Linked DNA regions of Mus musculus: region 2 is linked to region 1. The links are chromatin contacts, called in public Hi-C maps. All regions are on one chromosome and are shown on one strand. Each heading gives the region's core, a stretch centred on a gene start, on an enhancer-like site or on the middle of the called end of the contact. The rest is flanking DNA. Distances are from core to core; before and after follow the strand shown. Region 1 overlaps Hdac9 (histone deacetylase 9). Region 2 overlaps Hdac9 (histone deacetylase 9).

Region 1 (3,744 bases), core at 1,081-3,580:
GATGAGACTAGGGAAGAATATAGACTTTTTAAAGCTGTAAAAATGTTGATATATCCTACTGGTTATAATGATGCTGAGCGTGTTAAATTTGTTTTCACCTGTAAATAGCCCATATAGTATTAGACTCATGTAACAGATAAAGAGAATTCATCGTTCTGTAGAGTAACATACATTTGAAAGGGTTTATCGCTCTTTATCTTGACAGTCAAACTACAGTCAAACTAGTGACTGTGATTTGTTGTGTGAGACGGGTTCTTCCACAATAGCCTAAATTGACTTGAAACTCATATGTAGTCAGGTTGGCCTTGAACCTGTAATTACAGGTATGTTACTAGCATGTCAGGTATTAACATGTTTCTGATTTACATTTTCTTGTTGTTGTTGTTGCTATGAATTCTCATTTTATCCTAAGAGATAATTGCAAGCAAATGTCTCGTTTTTAAGTAAAAAAAGATTTATTTTATTTTATATGTGTATTTTACGTTGCACGTATGGATATAGATCATGTGTGTGCCATGTGCCTGAACGAGCAAGAGCAGAGTATTAGGGTCCCTTGGAAGTGGAGTTACAGATAGTCATGAGCAACCTTGTGGTCCTGGGAAATAAACCCTGGTCCTCTGGAGGAGCAGCCAGTTCTCCCATTGCTGCTTTATACATATCTTTAGTCTCAACTCTCTGCAGTGCAGAAAAGTAGAGTAGTGTATATCCCAATACCCCATTAGTAATTAATAATATCTCAATACCTCACAATTAATAATATTTTGTGTATCAACAATATCTGTCACATATTTGTGATACACATTTTAATGGCAGGTGCCTAGGATGTAGAAACTTTAGGACACAATTATTTCAAATAGCTTTTATTCACATGGGACTAGAGGAAATCAGTAGAAAACACAAAATGGGCGTCATTGTTCTTCTGAAGGCGTGGTGACACTAACAACATCAGCCACCCTTTGGAGCATGATACCGTGTTTCCAAATACAAACAAAACAAAACACAACACAACACAACAAAACAGGAGGGAAGCGGAAAGGAGGTGAACATTCCAAAGGCGTGTGCAACAATGGTGCTGTTATTAGTTTTTCATTCTTTATTAGGCACTAGCTTGCACATCTGGGCGCACACCACTGGCAGAACAACTTCATGTTTGGCAATGCATACTTTTCTGTTCTGGATGACAGATTTTGATGAAAGTAAAAAAAAAAAAATTAAGGGCAAAACAACTTGTTCACAGAGGAGAATCAATTGATCTTCTTACGTTAACAGATACAAGACCATGATACAAAAGACACATTCACATTACAGGAACCAGAAACTCCAGGTTATCAGCATTCACTCCAGCAATCCTGGTGTAGCATTTAATCAGCAAAATAATAAACGCTTTTGTTGCATATTTGCCTGAAGAGTCCAACTGATTTGAAATGTCAGGTTATTAGTTTTGAATGACACAGACTGCCTGGCACATATCCTACACAAAGGTCTGTCATTTTGGATGGTACACTTGCTAAGCCCAGTTACCACTGGAAAGACAGTCTCATCTCACCCAGCTTCTGCACTGAAGTGAAGGTCTGCACTGAGGCCACTCATCCAGAAAGAGTTTGAGAACCTTACAATTTAAAAAGAGATAACTGACTTCTCTCTCTCCCCCCCCCTCTTTCTCTCTCTTTAAAAAATCTCTGCATACACAAAGAAGTAAAATTTCTCTTCAGGTTATAAAGCTTTTAAATCCTTTGTTTTTTTTCATTTTTATTAAATGTTAGGTTAATAAAGGCCTCAATTGCTGGAACAGCCTTGTCATCTGTTACAAAATGCTATCTCCATCAAAGAGCAGGGTGTACAGCAGTAAATGTAATGGCCCTTGGTCCCAGTATTCTGGAAAGCAACTGACCTTATTTAGCACATGTGGAGATGTGTATATATACATATACATACACACACACACACACACACAATCCTCTGGTCACACACAGTCACTCAGTGACTCATGAAATATTCAATAGAGCAGAACCAAGATGTTGGCTCTGGGAGACAAAGTCTCTGATTTCCAATGGAAATACATCTGACTAACAGAGCCACATCATACACATTTAAATATTTTAGTGATGGTGTTAAGGAAGTTGATGAAATCCTCAATATAAGTTCTGCTACATGGCAGTAAATAGTTTAGATTTCTACTAGAGACCAAAATATAGCAGTGTCCTTGGGGAAGAGAGAAGGGCTAATGCTGAGTGAGACCACCACCACAAGTAATGAGCAGCGTCGAAGGCAACGGAATGCCTCTGTTCTGAGCCTTAATCTGGTTTTCTAGGTGTTTTGTTTTGTTTTGGTGGTAAAAATGCTCTCTTTATGGAAGTGGTAAAGCAGTTATGTCATTTCTCTCTCTCTCGCTCTCTCTCTCGCTCTCTCTCTCTCTTGCTCGCTCGCTCTCTCTCTCTCTCGCTCTCTCTCTCTCTCTCTCTCTCTGTCTCTCGTAGTGAGCACATTATTTCACTTCCAAAGGCAGAAAAAGAATGTTAAGACTAGAACAGACAGTGTGCCACTTTGACAGAACGGCTGTTTTTAAGTTCAGAATGATCCACTTTCAGGTTTCTTTTGGACTATTAGATTTTAAAACATGCTTCCACTGAGACAAATAGAGGAAAGTCTTAAATGGGAAATAATAACAAAAACCAATTACATAAATTGCCTTAATTGTAAGTGATGGAATAAAATTTATAAAAGCTTAAACATGCTAAGTGGAGAAGGCTTTTCTTCCAGGAGACTCTCGGGGTCACTCATATTCACTCCCCATATGGAGTCTGTAAAGATACCCAGTGAACTCAGAAAGCTTTGTGATTGGCCTCTAGAAATAAAACAAGTCTGAACTATTAGGAGAGACCAGTCCCATAATATTTGAAGTTTTTGTGGGAGGAGATGCCTTATTTTCAAGGCCTCTGTGATTTTAGTTAAACAAATGAAACTATGCCCAGAGGGTCATAGCGAGAACTGAAGGCACCATATCTGTTCCTCTCCCAGGGTTCTGATACTTTGCATTGCAGTCAGTCAGGCTGTTGTCACATGGTGGGAAGGAAGTGTGCGATTAATGCTTTCATATGTATTTTTTAAATCTAAACTACCACGAAGATGCCCCAGTGACTTGGCTTTGTCCGAGTGACATGTCAGCCTCTGAGGCCATGCCGTTGCTGGGGCATCAGTAGAGTAGTATAGTCCTGCTGTTTTGCTTCATTACCCAACTTCTAAAATGTATTTGCAAAGACTGAAGAGCAAGCATGGGGACCTGTGGTTCTGTAGCTGATTTTAAAGCTTCACAAGTGTACACCTTCCGAAGTATGATAACGTTTCCCCCTTTAAAAGGAAAAGGTCTTTTGTAAGCCTTTGGTATTTTTAAAGTAACTTCGCTAATTACACACACACACACATAAACACACACACATGAGAGAGAGAGAGAGAGAGAGAGAGAGAGAGAGCAAATATAATTGAATTTCTCTAAAATATCAAGAAAATGGAATTTACAAGAAATTTATTACAATTATGCATCTAGATTGACTTAATTCTTATGCAATGTAAGCAATTTTTACCTAATACTAAGTTACATTCCATTTCAGATTTCCTATTTCAAAGGGTATCTCAGATTTCTAAGATGTTAAATCAAGAACCAAGCCATTTTTGTATCTGTAATAAAAGTCTTACAAATTAAAATGGTAATCCTAAAAAAACCAAATGCATGAAAAATGTGGCCTG
Region 2 (3,529 bases), core at 281-2,780, 150 kb after region 1:
AGCACAGGAGGGCTCCTCACTGATTTCTCTACTTCAAAGGTGCATCAATAATAATCCTCCTTATTATAGATTCCGACCTGGCCTGCTGCTATGATGATTAATTGGGAGGCATTGTCAAGTTTTGTTTTTCATTTTATTTTTTATTCGGTTATATTGTATGGTGTGGAATTATTTTTCTCTTCTGCTGGGGGAGTGGGAAGAGGCATAGTGAAAATATTTAGAGAAGTAATCATTTGCTTTAAAAATGGAAATCGGGCTTCTGTGTTGTGAGGAATGTATGTACATAACACTGAAACTTAACACTGGTAAATGATCTGCCTACCTCAAAGTGAAGCTGCTGCCTTCCTACAGTGGCCTTTAACCCTGCCCTTTCCTCCAATCTGAGAAGAGCTGATGTTGATGGAACATATAATGGCCCCTTTCCTGTGTAGTAAAGTCAGCAATAAAGCTTAGTAATTAAGGGTACCAGGGAGGCCCAGCCCAGCAGGCTAGCGGTGTGGCGAACACTTTCAGAACTTCAAACAATATCAAAGTCACTGAGAAATGGGCCTAGCTCAGTTCTGGTTTGAATTAAGCCTCACTTCCACACGCACTTTTCAAATCCAAGCTCAAACAAGAAAGCCAAGGCCTTCTGGATTTCATTAGAGCCAATTATCTTATCTGTTTCATCTCAGGCCTGACCCTAAGGCTGGCAAACAGCTATTCAGTGCATTTGTGTGGTTGTTTGAGAAAGCCTCCAGTCAGCCAATGGCCCGAGGACCTGCTAATTAAAACACCGTTGCCCCCCTGCCTCTAGTGATTAAATATTTTCAAGCTTTTGTAAATAATTTTTCCATTCTTTGCCCCAAGCCTCAAAGGTCCAATACATGCAGTAATTTATTTAGTTTGTCAGAGAATACTGTTGGAAATAGGGTCATAATGGGACCTTTGGAAACTTTTATACGTCTTCATACTTCTGAAAGTGACAGTTTATAAACCAGCCCAATGTGTATACTGTTTCTGATGTAATTATGTCCTAATGGCCTTTCTCCTTTTGAAGTAATATAGTGTATAACAGGCTTACATTTTGTCAATAATCATATTTCCTCAAATGTCTACTTGATATCTAGAGTCAGAATTTAATGAGATCATTTAGGGCCTAGAAATTGTATCAAGGTACTTCGGCTTTTCATTTTTTGCTGGAGGCTGGGTCACAGCCCTAGATTAGCTCTGGAAGAAGACAGCTAAACAATGAAAAGGCCTCTTACTTGCTGTCTGTGAGGACCTGGTGGCAAACACTGAACTTTCTCCAGAGTCAAATCCTAACAAATTCGCAAGCGACCAATGTGCCGGTGAAGCTATAAGAGAAGGGCTATTCAGAGAGAAGAACCTCAAGCATTAGAATCACTGAATTCAAAATACTCCTGGGCCTAATGTGTGCTGGGAAAAAAAATCTGAGATGAAGTTTCCTGGCAAACAGACTATGAAGAATCCGAAGACAATAAGGCCTATCTCTCCCACTCAGATATACACTGAAACACAAAAGGGCCTGGTAAACACTCCGAGAAACTCACATACTTCATTGCCTCCCATGATCCCAGGGCCACGTGCAGAGAAGTGTATGTGACTGGAAACAAAATCCCCTACAACAGAGGCAGACAGAGCAGATGACCACAGACAGACACCGTTCTCGTCTCCTGGCTGGGGCACAGCCATCCTCAAGTATGGCTCTTACAGCCAATCCAGTCACCTTTTATTAGAGGAAAATAAAAAAAGGAGAATTTTGTTTGTTGTTGTTGTTGCTCTTTTTGAAGTATTACAAGAAGAAATTTCAGCTCATTAGCTGCATCCAGTGTGCATTAAACACACCCATGAAAAGGAACTATTCCGCTGAACAGCTCTGCCTCTGTTGTTCTTAAAGTGACACTTTGGTCCTACTCTAAATAATGGGCTTTTAATAAAAACATTCACCAAAGGCAAACAATTAAACAATACATAAAGCACCAGGGGGCAGCCTTGTGGTTCAGTTACAGTTAGAAGTCCTTCCCAAGGAGAGCATGCAGACATTTTATAAGACAATACACTTCACCAAAGATTACGAGAGAAGAAAATTTCAGGTTGCATCTCGTGAGCCCTTCTTGATCCAGGATTTTGTGTTTGCCCTTGACCATAGCATGAAGCCTTTCCTACCTTGTAGCTTCCCAAGCCTATTGACCCTATTGGGTCTTACATGCTCTTCTACAACAAAGACAAGATATTGAAAGCGGTACTGCAAATTAAGGAGCAATGGCTTATCATATAATTGTTTAATTTTACATTTTCAAAAAAACAAAAAAAAACCCTCAACAGAATGGAATATATTCGCATACCTTGGGCAGAGTTTAGTTCTCTGTAGAAATTAATGTGCTGCATAAAGAGGTTGATACGACTCACCCTCATCTTTTCCACCTGCTGGGTCACCGAGCGTAATTATATTTGCTGGAGAGATGTTATATTTCTGAAATGATATTTTTACTGTAGAATTTCTGAACACCCAAAAGGTTAAAGTGACAGAAATGTGTCTGGGGTAGGGACTGGCAAGCATTAAGTCAGACTGGAGCAGCAGAGCATCTAAAAGACAGTGTCTAAAACTGGAGGTACAGAGGAGAGAACATATTTCAACTTACACTCATCTTATTCCATATCAGGTTTTGAACAAGCCACATTTTAATTTTTTTGCGTTTGGCTCCTGTTTCATTAAAAGTGTTCATTTGTTTCTCAAATTCAGTCTACATCGGTAACTTCAATACTGCTATTATTTCATGAATGTGTGACCCAGCCAAAAATTCACATCCTAAGGAATCCAACATTTTGATTTTAAGTGCAATAAGGCATATCCCTTTATCACAGAAGATAATATATGAATGTGTTTTAAAAGTAAAATGTCCTCAATTTGAGATGTGGATAGATTTAAAATTCTGCTGAGCTTCAAGACAGACTCAATCATTAATCTCTCTTCATGGTTCCTGTATTATGAAATATGAGCCACTATGGTAGGAATGCTTTTTACCATCTTCCTCTTGCAGTTCATACACACACTGTCTTCCATGTGGCTTTCCATCAATCTGTTCCTCTGAATGCGTTTAGACAACCAGCACCCACTTCTGCTGTGCCCACAAGAAAGATGGGCAGATTTCTACCAGATACAAGGCTAAGCTTTTGCCTTCCCGAGGGGTGCCAGAGGAGTTTAAATGCCTACGTAAATGAGAACAGATGTTGATTTGCAAGTTTCATCCATAACATCAAATCATGGGGATAAAAGTTGGAAAACTGAGTCCACCATCCAGGTGTTTGTGCCCCACAAATATTGGAACTGTCCCTGAAAATGCTGCCACTACATCATGTGCGTCTCTCAAACCTGCCTGCCCTTCAGGCTCCTGGAGAAGACGAAATTTCAGGAGTATGATTTCCCCACTGGAGGAAGTCAATGAATAAATTCCCCATAGTAAATCATAATATTTATTTAGTTCTCACAAAAGGACTACAAATTTATACTCATGGTATATTGTAA

The links. A called contact is a pair of places that touch in the nucleus more often than the background predicts.
Region 2: a contact with region 1 is called in a Hi-C map of cranial neural crest, with 2.8 times the contacts expected there. The contact joins two enhancer-like sites. A contact is called at or near these places in 2 of 484 Hi-C or Micro-C datasets (the N1E-115 cell line and cranial neural crest).

Annotation. Positions count from the first base shown.
Region 1 is chr12:34,046,736-34,050,479 of GRCm38.p6, forward strand. Hdac9 (histone deacetylase 9) reads right to left here. Exons shown (of 28, transcript NM_001271386.1): 28 at 847-3,744. Among named protein-coding and RNA genes, the nearest start is that of Gm40384, 38 kb to the right of the region's middle. Within about 2 kb of position 2,331, at least 3 of the 459 cell types and tissues checked have an H3K27ac peak or open chromatin away from gene starts, as enhancers often do.
Region 2 is chr12:34,199,686-34,203,214 of GRCm38.p6, forward strand. The region is part of intron 23 of Hdac9 (histone deacetylase 9); the gene reads right to left. Among named protein-coding and RNA genes, the nearest start is that of Gm51984, 14 kb to the right of the region's middle. Within about 2 kb of position 1,531, at least 29 of the 459 cell types and tissues checked have an H3K27ac peak or open chromatin away from gene starts, as enhancers often do.